2 separate regions of the Canis lupus genome follow, and region 1 is linked to region 2. A link is a contact called in public Hi-C data. All regions are on one chromosome and are shown on one strand. The core of a region is the stretch at or near the end of the contact, and the rest is flanking DNA. Distances in the headings are between cores, read along the strand shown. Region 1 holds the start of C20H3orf18. Region 2 holds the start of RBM15B (putative RNA-binding protein 15B).

The links. A called contact is a pair of places that touch in the nucleus more often than the background predicts.
Region 1: a contact with region 2 is called in a Hi-C map of skin fibroblasts, with 2.8 times the contacts expected there. The contact joins the promoter of C20H3orf18 here to the promoter of RBM15B in region 2. A contact is called at or near these places in 3 of 9 Hi-C or Micro-C datasets (blood, skin fibroblasts and tumor fibroblasts).

Annotation. Positions count from the first base shown.
Region 1 is chr20:39,205,714-39,208,413 of UU_Cfam_GSD_1.0, forward strand. C20H3orf18 reads left to right here and starts at 1,284. Exons shown (of 7, transcript XR_005374913.1): 1 at 1,284-1,542; 2 at 2,594-2,700.
Region 2 is chr20:38,599,055-38,601,754 of UU_Cfam_GSD_1.0, forward strand. RBM15B (putative RNA-binding protein 15B) reads right to left here and starts at 1,263. Exons shown (of 1, transcript XM_038566333.1): 1 at 1-1,263. The coding sequence starts at 1,263.

The DNA.
Region 1 (2,700 bases), core at 34-2,533, 610 kb after region 2:
CCCGGCCGCGGCGGCGGGTCACCAGCCAGCTCGGGTTCGAGAACCGGGGCGCCGGGTCGGTCCAGGGGCGTGGTCTAGCGTAGCCTCCCGCAGGCCCGGCAGCACGTGGACGGATTCCAGGGTTGGGGGCGGGACCCCGTGTCCACTACTCGGCCGAGGAAGCTGCCGGAGCCGCGCTGGCGGCCGGGTGGCCACTAGACCCCAGGACCGCTCTGGAGCCTCTTGCTCCCGGGTTTCAGGGTTTGGGGCAGGAAGGTTCAAAACCGAACGCCGGAGACCTGAGTTCGAATCCCGACCGTTGGCAGCTCACTCTGTGGGCCTCAGCTGTTCCTTTTACAAAATTCATGACAGTGTCCCACCAAGTGTGGTGCCGACGCCCTACCCCATCAGAATCTGTTGTTAAGTAGATCACTGTTAACTGATGTTAAACATGCAGTTTCCTGGACTGGGTCCCAGACCGGAGGGGAAGGGGGGAGGGGGGCTCAGGGATCTCCTTGGTAACAGAAGCTTCTCCGGTGATCCCCATAAACTCCTTTGAAAACCCGAGGATTAGAAGGTATCTGAGGGTCCCTCCCCTGAGATTTCGCGCCATAGATGGGGGCTATTGTTAGGGGTATATGTAGTCTTGCTTGTGTCCGGCCGACCAATAATAATAATAATAATACCAAAGGCTCCCAACTTTTCTGGACTAAGCTGCCCTATTTTTAGCCCGAAGTGGGTGTCGTTTACCAAGAGCCCTCTCAGTAGAGCCCTTCTAAGCTGGAAGCCGAGCCCCCGGGAGGGGAAGCTTGTCGGTCAAGGTAACAAAGCAACAGAGGGGGGAGCCAGAGGTCAATACAGATCCGAGGACTCCCAGTACAGTGCTCTCCCCGAGCCTCCAGCATCCGCCTGCGTCCTGGGAGCACGAAGCCATCGGCGGAGGTGGAGCTCCGCGCGAGTTCTGGGGCAGGAAGGGCTTGGCCACCCCCACGGACCCCCACCCGACCTCGGCGTAGCGCACGGGTGGTCACGGGTGGTCTCCAAGACCCGAGACCTTGTGTCCGGCTCCTACTGGGGGCGGAGCCAGATCCCGCGGCGGGCGAGAGGGCCGGCGCCCGGCAGGCTGTGGGCCTGGCAGCCAATCGGGAGCCGGGGGCGCGGAGCCGGCGGGGAGGCGAGGCGCCGGAGCGCGGGGGACCCGCGGGGCTCCCGGCCTCGGCCCCGCCCCCGCGGTGGGTCCAGGCCCTGCCTGCCCGCGCCCGGCGGCTGAGGCTGGCTGAGCCGGCGCTCGCGGCTGCCGGCCGTGCGCTGCAGCGGGCCCAACCCGCGGCTCGGAGCTCACCCGGAGGGGGAGGGCGGACGCGGGGTCGGCCCCGCCGCCCCCCGCCCCGGCCTCCTGCCGATCGCCAGCACCCCTAGCCTTTCCGGCTGAGCTCGGCGCCCCAGAGAGGATTAAGTAAGTGCTGAAGCCGCAGCTTCTGTGCAGGAATGGAGGAATCACCGAGTCGCAGAGGCGGGGATGGGGATTGGAGCAGGGAGGACTGAGGAACCTGGCAGACAACGGTATGCGGGTTCTCGAAGGTCGCGGTGCCAACCCATTTCGCCCGTTTGGACCCCCTTCTCTTGCCCTTTGGACCCCCAGGCAGTCCCAGACAGTGAAGAGCAGGGCCTTTTTCTCTGCTGTGGACCCAGGAATAAACAGCCCAGAGCAAGAGTTAAGGGTCAGGCCCAAGGTCACGGTTTGGGGTCAGAGGCAGAGCCAAGAAAGAACCTGGGACTGCTGTCGCGTTCAGCCTAGCCAGAGAGAGAGGGCAGAGAAGGATGAACCCCCACATCTCCCTGCCCACCTTGCCCCTTCCTGAGGAGCAATCATTAGTGTGTACGTGCCTCACACACACCCATGCACCTGCACAGGGAGGCACCCCACAAACCCCCATGAGCTAGTGCAGGGATGCATGTGTACAGCCAGGAGCTGTGTATCCCCCCTCTCCCTAGGCCCCGCCCTTCTGCACCTTGGCTGGGACCCTGTCCCACCTGGCCTTACCGGGGGCCTTCTGGCCTGGGAAGATGTAAGCCACACCCTGGTCTGGGCCCATCTCTCACCCTCTGTTCTCAATGGCGGAGGGTGAGGGAGGAGAAGCACCTCAGAGTGGGAGCCCCATCCCTGCATGTGAATATATGCTCCCTGCTCCCCTTGTCTCCCTTGTCCCTGGCAGCCCCTAGCTCCCCATGGAGGTCCAGTGACCCTAAGAGCCTGCAGGGAAGCCCTGCCAGAGGACCTGACTTTAGCTGTCTCACCTTCCTGCCTTCTGGTCTCTCCATGCTTACCATCCACCCCCCTCACCCCTGTTCCACAAACACAGCTTGGATTACACAGTGGGCTAGGTGGGGAGCTCCTGTGGCTCCTCTTCCCAAGCTCCAAGAAGCAGTTGGTGGGGGGGGGGGGGGGAACGTCTATATACTGGGTACTTACTGTGGGCAGGGGTTGCGCTGAGCTAAGTCTTTGCTAGGGACAAGTTCATTCTGACATTTCAATGACCTTATGACCTGTGAGGCTGTGAGGGAAGTGGGGTATTGTTTGTTTGTTTGTTGTTAATCTCTACCTAAAACCCAGGAGATCTGAGACCCAAGAGGTGGAGTGACAAGCCTAGGGTCATCTGACTCTTGGGCAAACGTTTCCCTCCTGGAAAGGAAAAAGCTGCAGTATTTTTTTTTTCCTCC
Region 2 (2,700 bases), core at 13-2,512:
GCCTATCTTAATGGGGTTTCGGCCAATCACCCGGCCCGACATGGCCACCTTGGCCCTGTGGGCCATGTCTAGATTCTGGAACTTGAGGAAGGCATACGCACCACCCTGGCCACGGGCAGGTCTCTTGATGACCACCTCCTCAATGATGCCGTACTTCTCAAAGGCCCGCCGCAACTCCACCTCGGACACGCTGTGGTCCAGGTTCCCGATGAAGAGGTTGCGCGTGGCCCGCTGGTCGTCCTCAGGCATCAGGTCCTCCTCGCACACGGCGGGGTAGCCGTATGGGCGCCCGCGGTCGTCGTACAGACCGTAGTAGTCCAGGGCCCGCTCCCGGGACAGTCCTACTGCGGCGGCGGCGGCAGCATCCAGGGCAAAGGCCGCCGCGGCGTGGCGGGCGCGGGGCTCCCGTAGCGGAGGGGCGGCCACTGGGGACAGAGAGCGCTGCTTGTACTGGTAGCCGCCGTGCAGCGGCAGGTAACCGAGCGGGTCGGCGGGCGCGGGCGGCCCTGGGGGCGGCGTGGAGGCGGCAGCACTGCTGCTGCTGCTTCGCCGGCTGCTCCCGCCGCCGCCGCCGCCGCCGCCGCCGCCGCCGCCGCCGCCGCCACGCAGGTACACCGGCTCCACCTTGAGCGGCCGGTCGTAGAGCAGCAGCTGGCGGGCCAGGGCGTGCTGGCGGGCCTCGCGTGCGTCCTGCGGGTGCCGGAAGTTCACGTAGGCCACGCGGCCCAGCTCTGGCGTGTGCGACAGGCGCAGGCTGATCTCGCCAAAGCGCTTGAACTGGTGGAAGAGTCGGTCCTCGAGGTGCTCGGCGGGCAGCGCGGGGCTCAGGCTGCTGATGAGCAGCGTCTTGTACTCGGGTGCGGCCGCCGATGAGCCGGGCCCCGCGGGCTCGGCCCCGGGCGGTGGCGGAGGTGGCGGCAGCGGAGACGCGCGAGGTGATGCACCTGAAGCGCCTGGGTCCCCGGAGGCCTTGCCACCGCGTCCCCCGCCGCCAGCGCCCGAGCCCGAGGAGCGGCCGCTGCTCGCACGGTGATTCGCGTCCCCGGCGCCGCGGCCGTCGCGATGCCCACCCCCGCCGCCCCCGCTACCGCGGGGTTTGTCGCGGGCCCGCGTTGGAACGGGATGCTTGGCGCCGCCCGAGGCCTTGTGCGCCGCCCGCCGCCCGCCCGCCTCCGCCTCCCGTTCGCGCTCCCGCGGCCGCTTGGCCGACGATGACGAGCCGCGCCCGCTCGGGCTCGAGTCTCGCTCGCTCTGCCTCTTCATGGCGCCGGCGCGGCGGGCGGGCGGGCGGCCCGCAGGCCCCTCACAGCGGCGGCGGCGGCGGCCGAGGAGGCAGCGCCCCCGGCGCCGCCATCTTGGACAAAAGGACTCGGCGCGGCGGTGGCGGCGGGGCGGGGCGGGAGCGGCGCCCAGGGGCTGGGCGTCGCGTTATCAGGCAGCGCCGGACTGTCACGTGACCCCGCGGCGGGCGGGGCGAGAGCTACGCCGGGTGTGCGTCATCGGACTGCGCCGCCCCCATCACGTGACCCCCGGGGGCGGGGCAGGGGCCGGGAGGCCGGCGGGCGATCGCGGCCCGGCATTGAGCTCTGGCGCCACCGCGCGGCCTTGGGGCCGGGCTGCGCGGAGATGGGGGCCATCGCGAGAGCGGGCCTGGTTCGCTCCTGCCGGCCCTAGGCTTCCCGCTTCCGGCGCGGGGGCCCGCGCTGCGTGGAACAGGAGTGGCAGTGCCTGTGGGCGCCGGGCTCCCGACTCTTGACCAGCGGCCTCTTTACGTAGCATCCCCCGACTGGTCCGGGGTCGACGGTGAAGAGGATCTAAGCACGCCGCTCCCTCAGCCCTGTCCAGCGCCCACGCCCCACAAAGCAGGGATCCTCCGCATTCAGGTATCACCTGCTGCGGTCCCTGGAAAGGCCGCGATGACCAAGGGCTGTCCATGCAAAAGGCGAGGCTCAGCAGGGTTGAGGCGGAGAAACCCGCGCCAGCAAACCCGCCGTTTACCGAGTGCGAATTGGCGCCACTAGGCTGCGGCCCTCCGAGCAGTGGGCTGAGGGCAGGGCCACGGAGCCAAGGGCGAAGAGAAGGCCAAACCCAGTCGTTAGCACAGCTTGCTACGCTTACCTCTTGAGGCTGACCAGTGCCCTTCTATCCACTTCGAGGGCCAGGACCTCTTCTCCAGAGGTGAGGTGCGGGGGAGGCGGAAAGAATCCTGCCTGGGTGCCCAAGCGGCCTTGGGATGGTTTTATTCCCGAGAGCTGCTGGAAGCATCGCAGAACCTGACCCTTCTGCACGGAAACCGTGGGGGCGGGGAAGAGGCTGCCAGTTCCTCCTCCTCCTCCTCCCATGACCATACATAAAGCAGCTCCTGGAGCAGCTGAGGCAAGTGCAAGGGGAAAGCTCTTAAAAGAAACATCTGTAACATTGTCTGATCTTAACTCCCCTTCCAGCAGGAATGAGTTAACCCTTTGTAGATAACCGTGGGGGTCAGCCCTAGAGTGGGAGTGGTTGGGTTGTTTTTCTGTTCCTGTGTTCAGTGTGGCCTGTAGGCCATGGCCATCTACTTCCTAAGATTTCTATCGCCAGCCGTGGATTTTCCCAGCACCTATAAGGGGCTCAGGACACACTGCGCTGGTCACATCTCAACAGCCCACCTATTTTCCCCAAACAAGAAAGTCTCGGCCTGAGGAGTAGCTTAGCGTTCTT